Regions from separate parts of the Macaca mulatta genome. Here region 1 is linked to region 2. A link is a contact called in public Hi-C data. All regions are on one chromosome and are shown on one strand. Each heading gives the region's core, a stretch centred on a gene start, on an enhancer-like site or on the middle of the called end of the contact. The rest is flanking DNA. Distances are from core to core; before and after follow the strand shown.

Region 1 (4,237 bases), core at 358-2,857, 77 kb before region 2:
TCATTTTTGTCTTCTTCTATTCACATTCTATTGTTAGAACCCAGCCTCTGGGTCCATCCCACACTCCGGGAAGAGGATTCAGAAGGTCGTGACTCCCAGGAGGTGACATCCTAGAACCCATCTTAGAAGCTGCCCACGACAACCGCTGATTTTTACGTAACAGTTACATCCTCTACATCTATTTAGATTGAGGATGGAGAATTTTAGATGTCATCTTAAAAATGCATGAGAGGATGCAGTTTTCCAAAATTCTTTTAGAAACAGACAAAAGATATTTGAAGACCACTGAGCTTCAGGCTTCATTCAGCTGGGTCCTGTCTGCGGGCGGGGCTCATGGAGATGTCGCTGGGGGTCAGCGGGTGCTTCGGGCAGCGAAAAAACCCACCTCTCGAGGGCAGTGGAAAATACAGGGAAAAGTTACGTGAGTGTAGACTCCGTGCGTGTCAAGGCCAGGCAGAGGCGCACTTGATAGGCAAGGAAAAGCGGACTGTGGTGGGCTTGGGAGGAAGGGAGGAGAGGCGAATGGGCCGGAGCGTGTGGATGAACTACGGCAGGACGGGCTCGAGCTCGAGGCAGGAACCTCGGGCTCGAGCTCGAGGCAGGGGCAGCGCGGGCCAGCTTGGGAGGGTCCTCGAGGGTGCGGGGAGGAGTGGACACAGGCTGCACGCGTGCTAAGAAGGAAACTCATGAAATGTATAATTCGCTGGCGACAGCTTCCGCAGCCGTGGAGCGACCCTCTGGGGAGTAACGACTCTCTTAGGCGCGGCTAGGACACAGAGTCGCACAGACCAGGTAACTGCCTGCCCTCCAGGAACTCAGTGTCCCTGAGTCCGAGCCAGGAGGCTGGAAATGACTGCTGTCCCCTCCTCCCTGGAGCCCGGAGCTGTCCTTGTCTTGAGAAAGAGAAAGCAAAGCCCGGGAAAGCAGAGCGAGCAGGACCAGGCAAAGGGGTGGGGACAATAAAATGGGATAGGGCCTGCGGTTCCAGCTACTCAGGAGGCAGAGGCAGGAGGATCGCTTGAGTCCGGGAGGCCGAGGCTGCAGTGAGCTGTGGTTGCACCACTGCACTCCAGCCTGGGAGACAAAGGGAGGCCCTGTCTAAAAATAAAATAAAATATAAAAATAAAAGGGACAGAGACTAAGAAAACGGACTTCCTGGAATCCCAAGTTAGGATTTGACGTCCAATGACCCAGGAGAGAAACAAGAAGTCTGAACAGGACCAAGAATCGAGTGAGTGAGGGCGGAGGATTAAAATCGACAGTTGCTGCTGCACGGCCAGGGTGGAGGGTGCGTGTGGGGGCAGAAGAGGCTCCAGCTGGAGTTAACGCTAGCCCGACGCGGGTGCAACTAGGGGCGCGACGGGCCAGGCCCAGGAGCAGCGGGAGGAGCGCACCTGGGGCGGCGGGCGGAGGAGGGCAGGGGACGGACGCCGGGAGGACGGAGCAGAGGCCCGATAAGAGAGGCGCAGGGAGGAACGTGGGGAGGGCCCCGTCTCACCCTAAACCCCTCCCCGTCTCACCCTAAACCCCTCCCCGTCTCACCCTAAACCCCTCCCCGTCCCAGCCTAAACTCCTCCCTTCGGCCCGGCCCGCCCCTGGGCCCGGCCTGGAAGCCGGAAGCGAGCTGAGTGGAGCCTACTTGAACTCCACCACGGAAAGGAAAGCCCCCGAACGTTGGCTCGCTGCGTCCCCATCCGGGGCCGAGCCCTCCGCGACGCCACCGGGGCCATGGGGGCCGCACGCAGCCCGCCGCGCGCTGTCCCGGGGCCCCCGCTGGGACTGCTCCTGCTGCTCCTGGGCGTGCTGGCCCCGGGTGGCGCCTCCCTGCGACTGCTGGACCACCCGGCGCTGGTCTGCTCCCAGCCGGTGAGACTCGACGGGGGGAGCGGCCGCCGCCAGGATGCTGCGGGCGCCGGGCAAGATCGCGGAGGGCTGGACGGCCGCACGGCCGGGACTATGCGTCCGGGCTAGGGAGGCAGGAAGTCCGCGCCGCGGGCTCGGAGGGGCTAAGAAACTTGGGTACAGATATCGCGGCGCCTGTGGAGGACCCTCGGTGTGGAATGGGGGTAGAGGGGGGTGGCACATCGCGCGGCGCGTGTGGCACAACCTGGCCCGCCATCGTGGCTGGAGACGGGAGTGACACTTTCGCCCGGGCCGCGGAGTTCGGGGAAGGAGGCCGCGGCGCGGGGCCAGGCCGGAGAGGCGGGCAGGGCTGGTAGAAAGGGACTGTGGGGAAGGGGCCCGGGGAGGAGCCAGGACGGGTCGGGACCCAGCTCCACGCCGTGCGTCCCCACGTCCCCCGGCGGGGCACGGTCGGCCCTCGGGAGGCCCATGGCGCTCTCGGGAGCTTCCCTCAAGCCGTGCCCTTCATGCCGCCGACGGAGCCGGGCGAGCCCACGTCGTGCGTGCGGAAGGTGGAAGCCCTCGCCCGCGCCCCGCAGAGGGACCCTGCTGTCGTAGAGCTATGGCCTGCGGGGGCCGGAGCGCTGAGACGCGGCACCAGGTTTCGGGGAGAGCTCTGCCGAGGGCGGCTGAGGGCCACCTCCCCAGAGGCGCGAAGCCCGGAGGAGGAGCAGATGGTTCTTAAGACGGCGCTCTTCCCGCCTCTCCCACCCCCTACTACCACCACCTGGGTCTGGGAACCCGGTGAGCGCGCAGTGGGAGGATCAAACGTTTATAGCTGTCAAGTCGTAGCCCCGCTGCGCCCCCAGGAAGTGACCCACCCGCCTGCCAGGTAGTGGCCTTTCTGTGAGCCAGGACCATCTAAAGGGAAAAAAAAGAAAAAACAGCAAAACGCTGTGCCCCTCCACAATATACTCTCCTCTTCCCCGCATCCCCAAGGGGATCTTTCCTCCCCTCCACTGCCACCGCTGACCCCAAGGAATAATGCTCAGTATCTGAGTCAGAGGATGTAAAACAAAGGGATATTTCTCCTTATCTAATTTTGTGGAGGATTTACCAAAAGAGGGTGGAGGGTGAGTGACTATTTCACAGGAAAAAAAAAAAAAAAAGATGTTTTTAATGTGAATGATGTTGAGAAATGTTCTGTGACTTCCACTACTGGGCGAAGCAGGTCCCTCTGCCCTGCTGGTCCCTCCTGCAGGCTGTGTATGAAGCGTTCTGATACGGAGGGTTGGTGCGCCTGGGTTGACAGCCATTCTTCAGGTGCCCGCAGAGTACAGGGCGCCATACTGGGAGCTGGAACTATAAATAAATACTCTGGAGACCCTAATATCCAGGGACCTAACCCATCTCGGGGAGGAACGAGGCTTGAAGTTAGGGAACTGTCTAGCAAAACTACTTGCACAACTGGTATGTGTACGGAATTCCAGGAAAAAGAAAAATTCCTTCCAGTTGGGGTGTCCGTCATGGAAAAGGCATTTGGGCATCCCTGTGGGGGTAGCAGGAGCATTCCAGGTGGTGGAAAGGGCCTGAGCCAAGGTCCTTAGGTGGGACAGGATACGGTGTGTGGCGGGAATGGAGGGTCTGTGTAATAGGACAGTGAGAAAAGATGCGAGAAGTGGGGATGGGACTCCCCTGTGTGTGGCGTGGGAGCTGAGCTCTGACGTTCACTGCACAGTGAAGCAACTGCAAGTCAGGAGCAGAAGCACAGCCTGGCTCCAGGGAGGGCTGGAGAGAGACGCTTGCTGTTCGTATTTATCTGCAGTCTCTCGTTCTCTTCCTTCCTCTCACTGTTCTGTATATACCTGTCTCACAGACAGCTCATCTCCAGAGAGAGAGAGACAGCTCTGGGCTCCACTGACTAGTTCTTTTAAAAAGAAAGAAAACACACCCTTCAAATTTCTCTCCCTCACTGGTGTTTTAGTGGATGCAATGAGGGAGGGAAGGCCACAGAGGTGGCCAGAGGACCTGGATTTGCAGACAGCGTCGCACTTACTGTCTCTGCAGTCTTGGGCCTTGAGGCTGCCTCGCCCTGGATTCCCTCATTTCCACAAAGGCAGGACTGGGTGAGCCTTCTCAAAGGAAGTCCATGCCACTTTCCAGAATGTAAGTGTCTGTCCAAAGCCAGTTCGATTTAACTCTCCATGACTATCCTCAGACAGGGAGGAGGCTTCTGCACACCTGTCCTGTTCCTAGCTCAGTGCTGGAGCACAGGATGCGGGGGCTTGATATGTATGTATTGACTGAACAAAAGAATGCATGAATGAAGGACAGAATGGTCAGCTCTGCTTGGAAAGTAGTGGCAAGCTGAGACCAACCATAGCGCTGGTTCCAG
Region 2 (3,651 bases), core at 900-3,399:
TGAAGCTATTTAGTACAGCTGTACAATGTGTTGTGTTTTAAGCTAAGTGCTATTACAAAAAAGTAAAAAGTTTTAAAAATTAAAAACTTGGTAAAGCAAAAAAAGTTACACTAAGTTAAGATTAATTTTCTTTTTTTTTTTTTTTTTTGATAGAGTCTTGCTCTGTTGCCCAGGCTGGAGTGCAGTGGCCCAATCCCCGCTCACTGCAACTTCCCTCCCAGGTTCAAGGGATTCTCCTGCTTCAGCCTCCTGAGTAGCTGGGATTACAAGTAATAGATCCATTACATAGATGGGGAAACGGAAGCTTGAAAAGCTAAGTAACTTGCCTTAAGTGAAGCTGCTAACAGACTGCACAGGATTCAATTCTAAAGCTCGTGCTCAAACTCTATGCTATGCTGCATTCTTCTTTTTCTACTCTACCGAAGAGTCACTTGGAAACATCTCCGGACTCTGCGGAGATGCTAGAGCCAATATAATAGTTACAAATGAGGGCAATATTTCCTTATATTTATACCCTCACAGTTTGTAAGTCCTTTTATCAACATATTCTCATTTCATACTTCCATCTTGGTCACTTCTAGCGTTGTGACACTGGCCAAGTCACTCAGCTGCTTTGAACCTCAGCTGCTCCATATGTAAAAATCGTAAAGACAACACAGCTGTTAAGAGCTTAGACTCTGGCACCAGACTACCTGAGTTCCAGATTCTGTCACTTACCAGCTGTGTGCCCTTGGGTAAGCTGCTTAACCTCTCTGTGCCTCTGCTCCATCTATAAAATGGGAAGACTAATAATCGTACTTTCCTCGGAGTTGTTATAAAGATTATACGAATAACTGTGGAGAACCTGGCATAAAGTAAGCACTATGCGTTTTTTTTAATGTAAGTAGTTTGGCCGGGCGCAGTGGCTCACGCCTGCAATCTCACCACTCTGGGAAGCCAAGATGGGCGGATCATCTGAGGTCAAGTTCGAGACCAGCCTGGCCAACATGGTGAAACCCTGTCTCTACTAAAAATACAAAAATTAGCCAGGTGTGGTGGCGCGCACCTGTAATCCCTGCTACGCAGGAAGCTGAGGTAGGAGAATCGCTTAAACCTGGGAGGCGGAGGTTGCAGTGAGCAGATATTGAGCCACTTGCGCCACTGCACTCCAGCCTGGTGACAGAGTGAGACGCTGTCTAAAAAAAACAAAAAACAAACAAAAACAAGCAAGGATTACTGTGAAATCAGTATGTTAATGTAAAATATTACTTGTGGGTTTAGAAGACAAAGTGGTTCCTTTTACAGGAAAAGGCAAAACGGCCCAAGGGAGCGTGAGAGCCGTGGATCTGACCAATCAGGTTTAATGTCCCGGCACAGCCGTCTCCCGCTGTGGCTTCCTCACCACACAAGGTCACACCTCCTCCGAAGCGTCGGGGAGGCTCACACATCACTATCGTGCCGGACACACAGCAGGCGCCGGCTCCAGCCCTCCTGCTCCCGCCCGCGGAGCCTCCAGCGCTCAGCCAAGGTCACCGCGAGCTGAACCGATCCCAAGGCCCGCACCAAACCCACACGCACTTGGGGGCGGCGCACCCGCAGGCGCGGCTCCCGGCGCGTGGCCCCGTCTCCTCCACATGCAGATGAAAAACACGGCCCAAACGACCTCATGGTGGAAATCAGAAAACGCACAGGGAAAACAGGGACGCGGACACCTCCGGGAAGCGCAGGGGCTGACGAGCAGCCTGGCCGAGGCCGTCCTGACCAGCGCTCTCCCGCGGGAGTAGCGTTTCCGAGGCCGCGGGCGAGTCAGGGGGAGGGAGGGCACATCGGGCCCCCGGCAAGAGCTAGACGCACTCGGGCGCGACGACTGTCCAGGCAGTTTCCAGGAGGCGGGGATGCCAGCCCGGCCGTCCCTCCTTCCCCGCGGCTCCCCGCCCCGCCTCCGGCCCTGAGTGGCGACTGGCTCGGCCGGAACCCGGACGTCCTCACCTGAGCTGGGCCCACAGCATAGCTCCTGCGGGAGGGGCGGCCCAGAAGCCCCGCAGCCGCGCGCGCCGCCCGCCAGCAAAGCCAGCGCGCTGCGCCGAGCGAAGCCACACAGCCCCACGCAGCCATCCGGCCGTCGCCGCGCGCACGTGCACAGCGTACCGCCCGCCCGCGAGTCCGCCCGCCGCGCAGCCAATCAGCGGTCGGCGCGCGCGGCATCACGGGAGTTGTAGTCCTGTAAGCGCGCGGAGCCAGTCGGCGCCTACGGAACTCGACCCTCTGGCCACACAGGGGCTACGTTGTAAGGAAGTGCGAGGTCCCGCCGCTTCCTAGACCGAGATCGCGGTGAGCGGGCCTCGGCGCACGGTGGGCACGGCCTGGGCGGGGGCGCCTGCACTGTCGCCCCGCGCCTGCGGATCCCGGGAACACGCGCGGCAGGCCCCAGACCGACCTCCCTCAGCTTCGCGGACTGTCTGGGCCGGGAGTCTCAACCTTGACTTCAGGGACCGGTCGCTGGGGCAGACCCTTAGTGGTGTTCAGGCCCTCTGGGCCCGTGTCAGTCAAGGGACGGTCGTCGCGCGCCAATTGTTAAGTCTTTAAGTGTGCAAACCCGCTGACGCCCTCCCCGCGGATAGGGAGACTGCGCACCTGAGCCCGCCCCCACGCGCGCACTGCGGAGAGGTAGAGGCAGGAATGTAATACACGATACAAAATAACTACTCCAGAGAGGGCCGGATGACTAAATCGGCAAACACTTAGGGAACACAACTGTGTCCGCTGCGCGGCTCCCGCAGTAGACACAAGGGTGAATGAGCAAAGAATGGACTTCGGTCACTGAGAGAGGAAGCCGACTCCGTCCATGGAGGCCCCTAGCAGAGCTGGATCTGGTAGTCCCCGGTCATGAGGGGAGATTCTGCTGGAGAAAGAGAAGTCTCCATTCCCACCCTTTGAAATGTGTAGGATGCCCTCAGATTCTTTGGCCCGTTCATAGGTATAGCTACACTAAAAACGCGGGAGCCTACAATGTATTTAGGACTAGCAGAGAGGCAGGGAGTTGAGGGTATGGACAGAGACTGTACTACCCCACAAGTTAGCAGGCCAGGGTGCCGTGGCTCACCCCTGTAATCCCAGCACTTTGGAAGGTCAAGGTGGGAGGAACGCTTGAATCCAGGAGTTCCAGATCACCCCTGGGCAACATAGGGAGACCCCTTCTCTATTTTAAAAATAATAAAATAGGGCCAGGCACGGTGGCTCACACCTGTAATCCCAGCACTTTGGGAGGCTGAGGCGGGTGGATCATGATGTCAGGAGTTCAAGACCAGCCTGGCCAACATAGTGAAACCCCGTCTCTACTAAAAATACAAAAAATTGGCCGGGCATGGTGGCTCACGCCTGTAATCCCAGCACTTTGGGAGGCCGGAGCAGGCAGCTCACCTGAGGTCAGGCGTTCGAGACCAGCCTGATCAACGTGGAGAAACCTTGTCTCTACTAAAACTACAAAATTAACCGGGCGTGGTGGCACATGCCTGTAATCCCAGCTATTTGGGAGGCTGAGGCAGGAGAATCGCTGGAGCCCAGGAGGTGAAGATTGCGGTGAGCCGAGATCGCGCTACTGCATGCCAGCATGCCAGCCTGGGTGACAGAGCGGGACTCCGTCTCAAAAAAAAAAAAAAAAAAAATACAGCC

The links. A called contact is a pair of places that touch in the nucleus more often than the background predicts.
Region 1: a contact with region 2 is called in a Hi-C map of liver, with 2.0 times the contacts expected there. The contact joins the promoter of IL17RA here to the promoter of HDHD5 in region 2. A contact is called at or near these places in 4 of 14 Hi-C or Micro-C datasets (CD4 T cells, blood, cortical neurons and 1 more).

The regions. Positions count from the first base shown.
Region 1 is chr10:35,026,255-35,030,491 of T2T-MMU8v2.0, reverse strand. It overlaps IL17RA (interleukin 17 receptor A), which reads left to right and starts at 1,607. Exons shown (of 12, transcript XM_077950999.1): 1 at 1,607-1,866. The coding sequence starts at 1,729.
Region 2 is chr10:34,950,132-34,953,782 of T2T-MMU8v2.0, reverse strand. It overlaps HDHD5 (haloacid dehalogenase like hydrolase domain containing 5), which reads right to left and starts at 2,149. Exons shown (of 8, transcript NM_001194230.1): 1 at 1,969-2,149. The coding sequence starts at 2,094.